Regions from separate parts of the Mus musculus genome. Here all the other regions are linked to region 1. A link is a contact called in public HiChIP or PLAC-seq data. All regions are on one chromosome and are shown on one strand. The core of a region is the stretch at or near the end of the contact, and the rest is flanking DNA. Distances in the headings are between cores, read along the strand shown.

Region 1 (2,700 bases), core at 126-2,625:
GGCGGATTTCTGAGTTTGAGGCCAGCCTGCTCTACAGAGTGAGTTCCAGGACAGCCCCAGGACCATACTGAGAAACCCTGTCTTGAAAAACACCCCCCCGCCCCCCGGGGAAATGCCCAGATTTTAAAAAGACACCTTTTCCCTTTTCTGTCAGTGATTTACTTGAAGACATCTACCACCAGAATTGCGCAGCTGTCCACCACTCCAAAAGTATTTTGGGCCAAAGCAAGCTAGTGTCAAGAGCCCAAATCAAGGTTACTGGATCTTCTCCTCTTTAGCTTCAGCGGATGTTGTGGGATCTGTGATTAGCAGGATCCAGACCTATGTCAAATTTGAAATCTCCAAAGTAGGAAACCACACGGCAGAAACCCCCAAGTCGGACAAAAGGAAAGCTGGGTTTTTGTTTTTGAACCTCTCCTCAACCACTGGACATCCTGGGTTCCCACGGGGTGAACAGTTGGAAGGCGGCAGGTTCTCTCTAGGTTCCTAGCTACCCCGGGGTTTGAAACCTGACTTTTAACTGTTAATTCTTGGTCCAGCGAGGTCTTGGGAGTTTCTCTTGCGAAACCCACTTCCAGGATAATAACAACACAGCACCTACCTGGCGGGTGCTCGCTGAACGCGGCAGCGTCCCCCTGTCCTCAGGGACACAACAATCTGATGATCAGAGAGAGCCACACTGTCACCCGGACTGGGTCCGTGTGCGGATGCACGTTCAAGGGGGAAAGAACGCTGGAGGATGGATGGCTTTGAGGGGAGGGTGGAGGGGGTAGGAAAATGCAGGAGACGGACTCTCATCGCACTGGGACGTCGTCCTGCCAAGCCAAGTCCCTCTGATGAGTCCTTGGACTCCAGATGATAAATGTGAAAGCAAGGACAGGGGAGTGATAAAAAATAATGGGGTCCCCAAACCCGGAGGCGCTTGTATGCGCGCCCCAGATCCAAAGCGGCTTCCGAGAAAAGACCGGCCCCTCCACTGGGCCTGATCCCCCACCGGCCGGGCCTGCCCCGCCACCCACCCGCGCGCCGCTCACCTTCCAGCAGCCGTTGGATGATGCTGTCGATGTTGAGTTTGTCGATATCCGCCATCGCCGTCCCGCCGCCGACCCTCCCGCAGCAGCAGCAGCAGCAGCGGCGCCGCCGCCCGCTCGCCCCGGGGTCTCACTCGTCCTCCTTCCTCACGCCACGAGCCCCACGAGCGGTGGTGGCGGCGGCGGCGGTGGCAGCAGCAGCCGCGGCGGGTCCACCCCCCCCAGCCGCCCCGCTCCGCTCCGGGCTTCCTCCTCCTCTCGCCACTGGGAACCACGAGAAGAACAAGATGGCCGCCGACTCCTCAGGCCAGCCTCGGGCGGCGCACGGATGCGCGCGCGGGAGTGCAGCGGCCCGGCCGGGACTTCTTTACGGGCCCATAGAGCGCGCGGGAAGGGGGCGGGGCCGGCGCCGGGAAGGGGCGGGGTTTGAGCGCGTAGGGCGGGGGTGGGGCGGAGCCCGGGCGGAGACGGTTGAGCGCGACTCCGCCACCGCGCGCGGGATCCTTCCGCCAAACGGGCGGGGGAAATAGACCCCCTGTGGCGGGAGAGGGAAGTTGTGAAGTTGGCGCGCGCAAGTTGAAGGTGGACTTTGTCAGTCTGCTGCGCGCTGCGAGGCTCACCAGCTCCTTCCGGCTCTGCTGCTTGGGGACAGAAGTCTGACCGACATGGCGGGGTGGGAGTTCAACACTGAATCACCCCTCGGAGCCAATCTGGGGTGGGGTTGCTTGCCTGTGGAGAATCATAAAGAGGAGGAGGTTGGAACGTTGGGGATTCAAATACTCTGGCACATTGGTGAACAAGAAGAGCTAGATATACGGCTCCGTGGTGAGAATGCTTGTCGAGTATGTGTGAGACCTTGGGTTCAATTCCCAGCACTGGCAAAATTTCATAATACTGCAATAAAGCATCTACGATACAATATTTGGAAAAAAGAAGCCCCCAAGATAAGCCAAAAAAATGTTAATCCACTGTGAGTGGCACATTAAGTAATTTGTGTGAGCTTCTTGTGTGCGCTAATGCTCTTTTACATTTTAGAGAGAGGTTGGGAGAATTCTGTAAGGGTTGCTACTACCTATCTTTTGAATTATCTTTCTTGAACTCAGAAAGTTATATAATAATTTAAGAGATTTCCCCTGTATTTAGCCGGAGCTGGGTTGAATGAGCGTGCCGGAGCAGATAAAATGGGAATTTGCACATTTCCTGGGAGGTTGCTGTGCGTGCGCTCTGGGCCTCAGCGCATTCATCTGCTGCTTGCCTCTAGCTTCCTTGACTCCCCAGGGGCACCCCTTCACCTGAGGGGTCCCCAACTCTGCTGCCTCGCAGGCTAGCTGCCTATGGAAGAAAAATGCACACCCATCTGACCCATTTATCTCTTCCCAGTAGCACGCCAGAAAATTTACAAAATGTTCTCCCCCAGCCCCACCTCCAGTTCATGTTTCTCAAAGCAAGAGGGATGGATCTGAGGATTCCTTTCCATGAATGCCTTGCAAGGTTGTCTCCCCATAGAGAGACTCATTTTCTACAAGCTCTGTCTTCCCGTGGCCCCGCAGCATGGTGTGTGATGCACCCATCTAGATCTGAGCCCTTTTCCTGATGCTAGCCCCCGACAGTGGGGTTTCAGGATTCTCCCCAGCTCTCCTCAGCCCTCTGCTCCACTTTGCCCACTCAC
Region 2 (3,005 bases), core at 48-2,547, 300 kb before region 1:
GCTGAGCCTGTAGCCCAGGACTGGCTGCCATAGAGAACAGGGAGGGACAGGAAGGCCTCTCCCCTGGTGCCATGCCACTCACTGCTCCACCTGCCTCACCCTCTGCATGGCTCTCAGCCCTGTACCTGACATGCCTTCTAGTTTCTGCCTCCTGGAACTTTGGTAGGAGGCGGCCCAGGGCAGTCACCAAGCCACTGCTTCTAGATGTGCCTGGGCAGCAAGCACTTGGAACACTCCGTCAGAAATGCTGGTTTTGCATCTAGACCAAATGCAGTGTTCTTTCTGTCTGTCCCTGTTGTTGTGTCTTAACATTGCTCTACGTTTCGAAAAGCTGATTTCCTCTCTCTTTCCTTTTCAGCAATACTGGAGTAACCGCTTCCTAAACCATTTGCAGAAATATAAGGGTGTTCGGGTGCGTGCATGTGCGTTGTTAGCAACACATCTACCAGCCCTCTGCATGACTGAGGTTGGGGAAAAGAAAAATAGAAACAGTCCCCAACTCACTGTGTGATGTGGAGGAAATGTGTATTACCAGTGGGGTTTTAGCTGTTCAATCAAAATAATAACAAATGTACAATTTAGCATAACAAATCAGAGAGCCTCTCCAGAGAAGTTGGTTTCTTTGCTGCGAGAAGGAGGTTCTGAAACCTTATCCAAGAACAGAAGCCATCAGCCAAGTCTCCACATTTCTCTGCAAAATGTCATAGCCTCTCTAACTGTATGATAATTGTAATGCATGCCTTCAGTTGTAAGTGGCCAGATTGCTCTACAGTGACATTGAAACATGCTTTCTAATGGGCCCTGTACAGTTTGCTTATTTATAAATTCATTTAAAACACTACAGCTGCTGAATGGTTACAACATAGGCCTCCAGTCCTAACTTCAGTTGTTTAGGTGTGCAGCCAGCTGTTCCACACTGTATTATTGTAACTTATTTAATGAAGTCAGAAGCAGTAGACAGATGTTGGTGCAATACAAGTATTGTGTGCATTTATCGTAATAAAGTGCTCAGCGTCAGTTCAGTTGCTCACAGCTTCTCACAGCGCATGTTTGACTGTAGTCTGTAAATAGAGGTCAGTTTCTGTGCTGGTAACAGGTATTGCACAGACATGATTTCAGGTAAATAAATCTATTCTACGATAAACCCTCAGCAGAGCTGTGGCTGATTTACAGGAGGGTGGGGACGGGCACTGAGGCCTCCCTGGGAGACTGGTTTTGTAGTTAACCTGGAGGGAAGCAGAATGCGTGTCACAGTGACCTTCAGCAGAAATCAGGCCTTTTCAGCTCAGACTAGAAGTCTACACGTGACTAGCCTCGGGAGTTGTGTGACTGTTCAGATGCAAAGTGACTGTGACGGGAGACAGAAGTAGACCTGAAAGGATCCTGAATTCTCCCTTAAACTGCTATTCTGGCCTTACTTGGCAGAGATAAGCTTCAAATGAGTCCTGTCAGCTCCTGTAATAGGACAGCTTTTTGACAGCATCCAGGGCCAAGATGGCTCAGCAGGTAAAGGCCTTTCCCTTAAGATGAGTCTGGAGTCCTGGGCTTGACTCCTAGAACCCATGGGAGAACCAGCTCCATCCACAAACTTGTCCTCTGACCTCCACTCCTGCCCCTTTCAGAATAAACAACTCGAGTTATTCCTAACATTTCAGAATTACAGGATCACTGTCCCCAACACTTCAGCTCATATTCAACGAAGAAATTTCTCAGAAGGAATAAAGACCAGGCTGGCCTGGAACTCTGTCTCTGCCTCCCAAGTGCTGCGAGGTGTATGTACGCACCACAGCCGCCCAGCAGACATCCTGTTCTTAGCAACCTTTAGTAACTTCTAAGACCAGATGTCAACACAATTCTTTTAATCTAATAGGCTTGTTTTTCATGGACATGAAGTATGCCAAGCAGGAGGTCTGAAGGCCACTTGAGCCCTTGTGCTTGGCAGAAACACTTCTATATCTTTAGGCCCAATCTAGTGCAAATGGATTAAAGGGTTTTAATGTCTACACTTTGGAAGAGAAAGTCATGAGCGCAGGATGCTGTCCTGTGTAAGCTGTGCGTTTTCCATGGCTGGTGGGAGCCCAGTGCCCCCTGGAGAACAACTGGGTGTCACCTAAGTCCAAAGCCCTTCGTGACCTAGCAGGTCCACTCTAGGCCTCACAGGGCTACAGCACGGTTTGCAGTAGAGAAGCAAAACTATCGAGTGTGTAGCTGTAAGAAGCCTCGGAGCGTGAAGCAGGAGTCAGCATTGAGGGTCAGTACAGACCCAGCACCCGTGACACAGCACTAGGCCCTCAACAGTGGGTGTGCTAGTCAAGGCCTCACCATGGAGCCTCTCACATCCTTGTCTTTTTAAATACAAGGAGGAAACTTTGCCTTTCTTGGCAAGACCTGAAACTGAGGGGGAGGGGGGAATGACGGAAGAAGACAACAATCCTAGCCAGAAGACAGGTGATTACACTCCAGAGTCAAGTAAACAGATTTCTTGTAACTGAGCAGAGAAGTACCCTCTAATGGCATTGTAGGGATGGATATGCGCTCTCACCACTCTGGAGGAGGTTGTCTATCCCCAGACTCCACTTTTTTAAGTCTCATGCCGTGGTCTAAATCTCAAAAGCTGTTCCTGCCTCCCAAGTGCTGGAATTAAAGGCCTGCATCATGCCTAGCTTCAGATCTATTTTTAAGGGCCCAACCCAACAACACGCTGCAGTTCCCAAATATGTCCAGACAAGAAGAATCCATTTTAGTTTTTTAGGTAGAGCCTCATGGCCCAGGCTGTGGCCCAAACAGCATATAGCTGAACCTGCCCTTCAACTGTTCCTGCTGCCTCCACCTCCTCCCAAGTGGGCCCGCCATGCCTGGCTTCCCACTTCACTATTACAAAGACTGGAAATAATGGCTGCTACCAATAAACAAGATCCAGAGCAGGTTCTCAGTCGTTCTGATGCTGGGACGCTTTTATCATAGTTGCTCGTGTGGTGACCCCAACCATGAAATTAATGTTACTG
Region 3 (2,842 bases), core at 9-2,508, 500 kb after region 1:
GATGTGACCGAAATTCCTTAACATCAGTTCTGAGGCAGGCACCAGGCCTGTCCAGTACGGCACTCAACCCACACAACCAAGCACACAGTAGGAGTTCTCAGCACCCGATCCACACATCTAAGCACACAGTAGGTACTCTCCCCCTAGGCTTTACTGCATAAATGTCTCCAGGACTGGGCCAGGATGAAGTTACCTGTTTGTGCCTAGTGCCAACTTAACTGACTTTCAGATCTAGGGGTCACTTTGAGCTCTGGAATTTCGCTTGTAACCTTGAAATAAATCAAGTCACTGGAGTCTCAAAGACCAAGAAAGACCACAACACACTCTTCTACTGCAGCTCCAAAGAATGGACCCACAGAGTGTCCAGGATGCCATCCTTCCGAGAACGAGCGCCAGCCCAGCTCTCCAAACTAAGTGTCCGTTTCTCTTTTCCATCAACTTGGGACATTTAGTCCGTATGGCACATATCAGACCAAGTCTGATTCAGGGCATGACAAAACTCTTGACAGATACCAAGCAATCGCCCTCCCACACACACCTTTTTCTCGTCGGTCTTTTGAGACAGGTTTCCGCCCCCCCCCCCCAACCCTGCCTGGCTTCTGGTTGCCTGTCCTCCTGCCTTCACTTCAGGATCCTCAATGCTATCAGGTAAGGTTGTGACGATCACGGGAAGAGCCGAAGCTGCATGACCCACTAAGGAAGTCTGTGGCCGGTGGTGAAGACGTCAGCCTCTCGGTCCCCGGCTGGGCTAAAACTCGCGTTTCCAGCCACTCACACCTAACTTTGGGCAAATCCTTTCCCCACCGGTCTGTCTGACTGCCAGCTTGGGAAAGGCGCACAGCATCGCCCCCGCGCCCTGGGCCGCGCTTTCTCGCAGCGAGGGCGACGTCGAGCAGAGGCGCCCGGCAAGTCCGGGGGCCGGTGGAGCGAGGGCTGCCGACCCTCCGGCCCGGCGCGAGGCCGCCGACTCACCGGCGGCGCTGAAGCCGAAGTCGGTGGGGACCGGCGAGTGACCCGCGAGCTCCAGTCGGATGACCACCAGTGACACACTCATAGGACAGGCGCTGCTCGGCGTGGGCCCCGGTGGGCTGACGGAAGGCTGCGGCCCGAGCCCAGAGGCCGAGCGGCCCGCGGTCGGCAGCGCCGCCACCGCCTCAGAAGCCGCGGCCGCCGCCTCAGCAGCGGCAGCCCCCGTCGCGCGCAGCCTGCCGAGCCACAACAACCTCCGCTTCCGCCTGTCGGCCGCCGTCTCTGACCCGCCGGGTCGCGCACGCGCACGCGGAAAGGGGCGAGGCCCCGGGCGCGCATGCGCTTTCGACAGCTGCTTCTGCCCCCTTGGCTGACCGTCTGGACAGGGTCCGAGGAGCGTGCGCAGAGCACGCAAAGACGCCTGGCTCCTATTTTGCGTTTGACCCCTCTCTACGTTTGTCCTCCTTAGTTTTCCCGCAGGGCTCACCGAGAGTCTATGGGTCCGCAGAGACTCTGAGGCTTCCTGGGTCTTCGACCTCAGGGTTGTAACTTTCTGCAGGTATGGCGAGGGGCTGGCTAGGAGCGCAATGACTTCACAGATAATCCACTGAGAGCCGGGCACTGCGGGGCTGCGTGGGATGATTATTTTTGCGGACACAGAAAACAGCCCCAGACAGGACAAGCTTCAGCACTCGTGCGATCCTGAGCTAGTTATTGCATAACCACTCGGTTGTGTGATACAAAACGCTGTGTAAGAGACAGGGATACGCTGGGAAGCCTATAGGTCATGGTTAAATTTGGTTTTGTGGTTTGGATGTGTTTGGTTTTGTTTTATTTTTTGTTTGTTTTTGTTGTTTTCTTCTCCAAGTCAGAGTTGCTCCAAGTACGCCTAGCTGTCCTAGAACTCACTCTGTAGACCAGGCTGTCCTCGAACTCAGAGATCTGCCTGCCTAAGCCTCTGGAGTTGTGGGATACAGCCCTGCCCTACCACCGTCTGGCCATTGTTTAGTTGTTTTGAGGTTTTGAGTTGTTCTGAGACAAGGTCTTGAGTAGCCCAAGATACTGAGAACCCTATATATTGGAGAAAAGATAATCTATGTTCTCTACGTATTGGAATCAGATGTCCTTGAACTTCTGACCCTCCTGCCTTTTCCACCTCATCAGTGCCAGGGTTACTTCCAGGCTTCTGCTGAAGGCTTTGTGCTTCACAAGATGGCAGGATAGAACTAACTCAAGATTGTCCTCTGTGCAGGTGCTATAGTGAGCACACACACTGAGGAATGCACTTAAGGGTTAGAATGCTTTAGGTATAGGCTCTGGGTTCAGTGTCTAAAATACACACACACATACACACGATATAATCGAAACAATGTTCAGGACACACACACACATAAGAGAAAGAAAGAAGGAAAGAAAGAAAGGAAGGAGAAAAGAAAGAAAGAAAGGGAGAAAGAAAGGAAGAAAGGCCAGGTAAGATTAGTGCATATATGGAGAAAAAATATGACATGTCAGGAAGGACAATATTGTGTACATGCTATAGTGTAAGAGGTCTGGGAGAGGCCATGGATACAAATGGTACCTGTAACAGGAACATACAATATATAGAGGTGTTTATACTATTTTCTATGTAATATGTCTTAAAGCCTTTTAATGCCAAGATTTCCCAACTTCTGCTCAACTTTCACTTTCTATAACCCTTTTGGGGTGCGTGTATGTGTGTCTGTGAACCATAGACCTCAGTGGTACTGTCACCTGGTGGTGACCACCAAAAAAAGCATAGATATCACCAAATCATACCCCTCATGGGGAAAAATGGGCATATATGAAAGTGGACAAGCCATCCACAGAGTGTAGATCATCTGACTGTGTCAGA
Region 4 (3,014 bases), core at 226-2,725, 490 kb before region 1:
CAGTGCCTACCAGGGTGCATGCAGTTGTCACATGACCTAACAAGTCCCCCTCTCCCACCCCAGCCCCAGGTAAACCCAGGAGAGATTAGGACATATGTCCAGGTAACAAAGAGAGAAGCAACCCCAAGTAAATCTGGTGAATGAGTAAGAAGTCTCTAGAGGGCTGTCTACTTATATAGTATTGTACTTACATACAGTGGAGTGTTATCCAGTCATAAATAGTCTACAGCATCAACACACTCGCTCTAACACATACCTGAACACTGAAAACATGCTAAGAGGAAGAGTCAGTCGCAAAGGACCGCATGCCATGTGATTCTATTTATATGAAATATATGTGTGTGTGTATACATACACATATACACATACACATACACATACACATACACATACACATACACATACACACATACATACATACATACATACATACATACATATGTAAATCCACAGGAACAGAAAATGGATTGGTGGGTCCCTGATCTAAGGGACAACCTTTTAGGCTGATAAACAATGTTCTTGTTTGGTTGGTTTTGTTTTTCAAAAAAAGGGTTTCTCTGTGTCGTCCTGGCTGTCCTCGAACTTGCTTTGTAGACAGACAGGCTGGACTCTGCCTCCCCAGTGCTGGGACTAAAGGCATGCACCACCACACTGGGCTGAAAATGTTCTTGATTTTGGTGACCGCTGCACAGCTCGACGAATACATGGAAAGCCATGGACATGAACACTGTAAATCAGTGAAAGTCCGGGGTACACATTTTGTACCTTCATAAGAGGTTTTTAAAGGACCTCCAAGATGCTCTAAAAACGACATTTGCAAACCTGGTTCTATCTCTCCTAAGCAGGAGGATAATTCAGAGCCCACAAGGGAAATCCCCTTATCTCTGTGGGAGCCCAGGGTGTTGGCCTGTGTCTCCCAGGTTCCCCGGGCATGCCCTGCCCTGCTCGCTCATCTTGGCAGGCCTTGGCTGCAGTTGAAAAGGCCAAAGGGAGGCACACAGTCTGCCACCCTCTCTCTCTGCGGCTTCCTCCAGCTACAGCCAAGCACAGCTTCCTCTTACTGTTTCCTCCCAGCGGGCTATGAGAGTGTGTCTCAGATTTAAGGACCCACATAGAATCCAGCCAGTGCACCAGCAGCTGCCTCGTGGGGCTGCCGACGCTGTACAGTGCTGCAGAGATCGGCCCATCCCACGCCCCGCTTACCTAATGTAGGAAAAGACGATCATGTGCAAGACCCACTTGACGGTGCCATAATTCGTGCTCTGGATCCGGGTGACTTTGTTTGTCTCATACTGCAAGACATCGTTCCAGCTGCAGCAAGCCGGCATGGCGACAGGCTCGCTCTGTTCAGGCTGGACTTGGGCTAGACCTACTTCCCAGGCTAGACCACAGCAAACCCTCACCTAGGAGCAGCCAAAGGAAACACACCGATTTCTCAGCAGGAACGGTTAACTTCCAGTTCCTCCAGTGACTGCAGCGGGGGCGGGTCCTGGCAACTGCCCTGAATGTGAGTGGAATAAACAAGAACCAAGTCCTACAGGCCTGGCTGGCAGATGACCCCGCCCCGCTAGCCTCCCCCAGACGCCCGCACAAAGATGGTGTTCAGAAGATGGGCATTTTTAAAATTCCCCCTCCCCACCCCCTTTCCTTGTGCTCTTTTGGAACTCATTTCATTTGAGAGAAAAGGGCAGTCCTTCAAATGTTGTAAGACCCAGTGTGACTCAGACAAGGGCCTAGATGCGACCACTGCCTCAAGCCCCCCCACCCCCACTCAGACCCATCCATTTCTTTTGTTGCCTGTTTGAGACCTGTTCTCAAGCAGCCAGGCTGACCTTAGATTTGTTACTCACTCAAGGCTAGCTATGAACTTCTGATCCTCCTGCCTCCACCTCCCGAGTGCTGGGATTATAGGTGAGCCCCACCGCACCCCACAGAGATTATCCCTTTGTTTTCCGGACAACCCTTTGTTCAGTCCACATGTACAGGTGCACCCGATGACTGAATGGCATCTTTGTCCTCCGCTGCTCCACGGGATACTCTGGTCTGCCAAAGATGGCTGCCAGATCAGATTCATTGTGGGATGGGAAGATTATATCCACGCTTGTCTCACTCTCTCCTCCATCTACACTTCATCCTGCTCGGGACCCGGGAGGTCATCTCATGGTCCAGTCAGTCCTAGACCACCAAGAACAAAGCTGCATCCAGTATCCCTCCTGACCATGGAGACACCTCATGAGAGAGGACCAATGCTATCTCCAAATAGTAGAAGAGGTAGCCTCATTGTAGAATTCTGAGGAAGGTGGAGTTGAGAGGAAATCTTGTTTGGTTGATTTTTTTTTTTTTTTTTTTTTTTTTTTTTTGCTGTGCGGTTTTGTTGTTTTATTCTCTATTTGTTTTGTTTTGAGACAGGGTCTCGTGTAACTCAGACTTCTCTGTAACTTACTGTGAGGCTGAGACTGACCCTTAAGCCTTCATCTTTCCCACACCTCCAGCTCACAAATTCTGGGACTATAGTTGCGAGGGACCACACCAGGGCTGAAACCCTGCTCCGACAGGCTGTAGGAAAGCAGGATGTATAAAGCAGGCCTTTCCCACACGGTTTACACAGTGGATCGGTGGTCCTGGGTGATAAAGACCCGATCGTCCTCAAATGAGGCACCTGCAGAGCCTGGTGTCTGAGGCTCTGTCCTAACGTGGCTATGGCTGCTGCTTCTCTGAGACCTGGAATCTTCCAGGCACAAGTGGGATGTTAGACGTTAGAGAAAGGAAGCAACAGTCACTCAGGCGTTATCCCTCCCTAGGGAGAAAGAACCATCTCCCCGCAAGCATCCCAACCTACTGCTGTCTTGCCTGCTGCATTATGGGCCAGGCAGACTTACATGTTTCCAGCCTAACTTAATTTGTACTTTCTCCTCCTTATGATCTACATCAAGGCCCCTGCCCCTGTTGGCTCCAGTTCAAGGGACTAGAAGGCAGTGATGCTAGATGCGTCTCCCAACCCTCTCTGTTTACTC

What was found. HiChIP or PLAC-seq counts read pairs in DNA pulled down with a chosen protein or histone mark.
Region 2: a contact with region 1 is called in an H3K4me3 HiChIP or PLAC-seq map of embryonic stem cells, with 5 times the contacts expected there. The contact joins the enhancer-like site here to the promoter of Ppp1cc in region 1. A contact is called at or near these places in 1 of 39 promoter capture datasets (liver), 1 of 484 Hi-C or Micro-C datasets (embryonic stem cells), 2 of 115 datasets of contacts at active chromatin or transcription factors (embryonic stem cells and large pre-B cells) and 1 of 9 other capture datasets (embryonic stem cells).
Region 3: a contact with region 1 is called in an H3K27ac HiChIP or PLAC-seq map of acute myeloid leukemia, with 2.6 times the contacts expected there. The contact joins the promoter of Brap here to the promoter of Ppp1cc in region 1.
Region 4: an H3K27ac HiChIP or PLAC-seq map of embryonic stem cells shows a contact between it and region 1, with 2.1 times the contacts expected there. The contact joins the promoter of P2rx7 here to the promoter of Ppp1cc in region 1. A contact is called at or near these places in 1 of 39 promoter capture datasets (cranial neural crest), 4 of 115 datasets of contacts at active chromatin or transcription factors (bone marrow-derived macrophages, embryonic stem cells, large pre-B cells and 1 more) and 1 of 9 other capture datasets (adipose tissue).

The regions. Positions count from the first base shown.
Region 1 is chr5:122,156,950-122,159,649 of GRCm38.p6, reverse strand. Ppp1cc (protein phosphatase 1 catalytic subunit gamma) reads right to left here and starts at 1,375. Exons shown (of 7, transcript NM_013636.4): 1 at 1,035-1,375. The coding sequence starts at 1,089.
Region 2 is chr5:122,451,658-122,454,662 of GRCm38.p6, reverse strand. It overlaps a transcript of Atp2a2 not described here. Among named protein-coding and RNA genes, the nearest start is that of Anapc7, 31 kb to the right of the region's middle. Within about 2 kb of position 1,297, at least 24 of the 459 cell types and tissues checked have an H3K27ac peak or open chromatin away from gene starts, as enhancers often do. A contact at or near this core is called in embryonic stem cells and liver, where this site is marked.
Region 3 is chr5:121,658,979-121,661,820 of GRCm38.p6, reverse strand. Brap (BRCA1 associated protein) reads right to left here and starts at 1,258. Exons shown (of 12, transcript NM_028227.3): 1 at 973-1,258. The coding sequence starts at 1,054. Acad10 (acyl-Coenzyme A dehydrogenase family, member 10) reads left to right here and starts at 1,311. Exons shown (of 21, transcript NM_028037.4): 1 at 1,311-1,528.
Region 4 is chr5:122,642,388-122,645,401 of GRCm38.p6, reverse strand. It overlaps P2rx7 (purinergic receptor P2X, ligand-gated ion channel, 7), which reads right to left and starts at 1,475. Exons shown (of 13, transcript NM_011027.4): 1 at 1,204-1,475. The coding sequence starts at 1,328.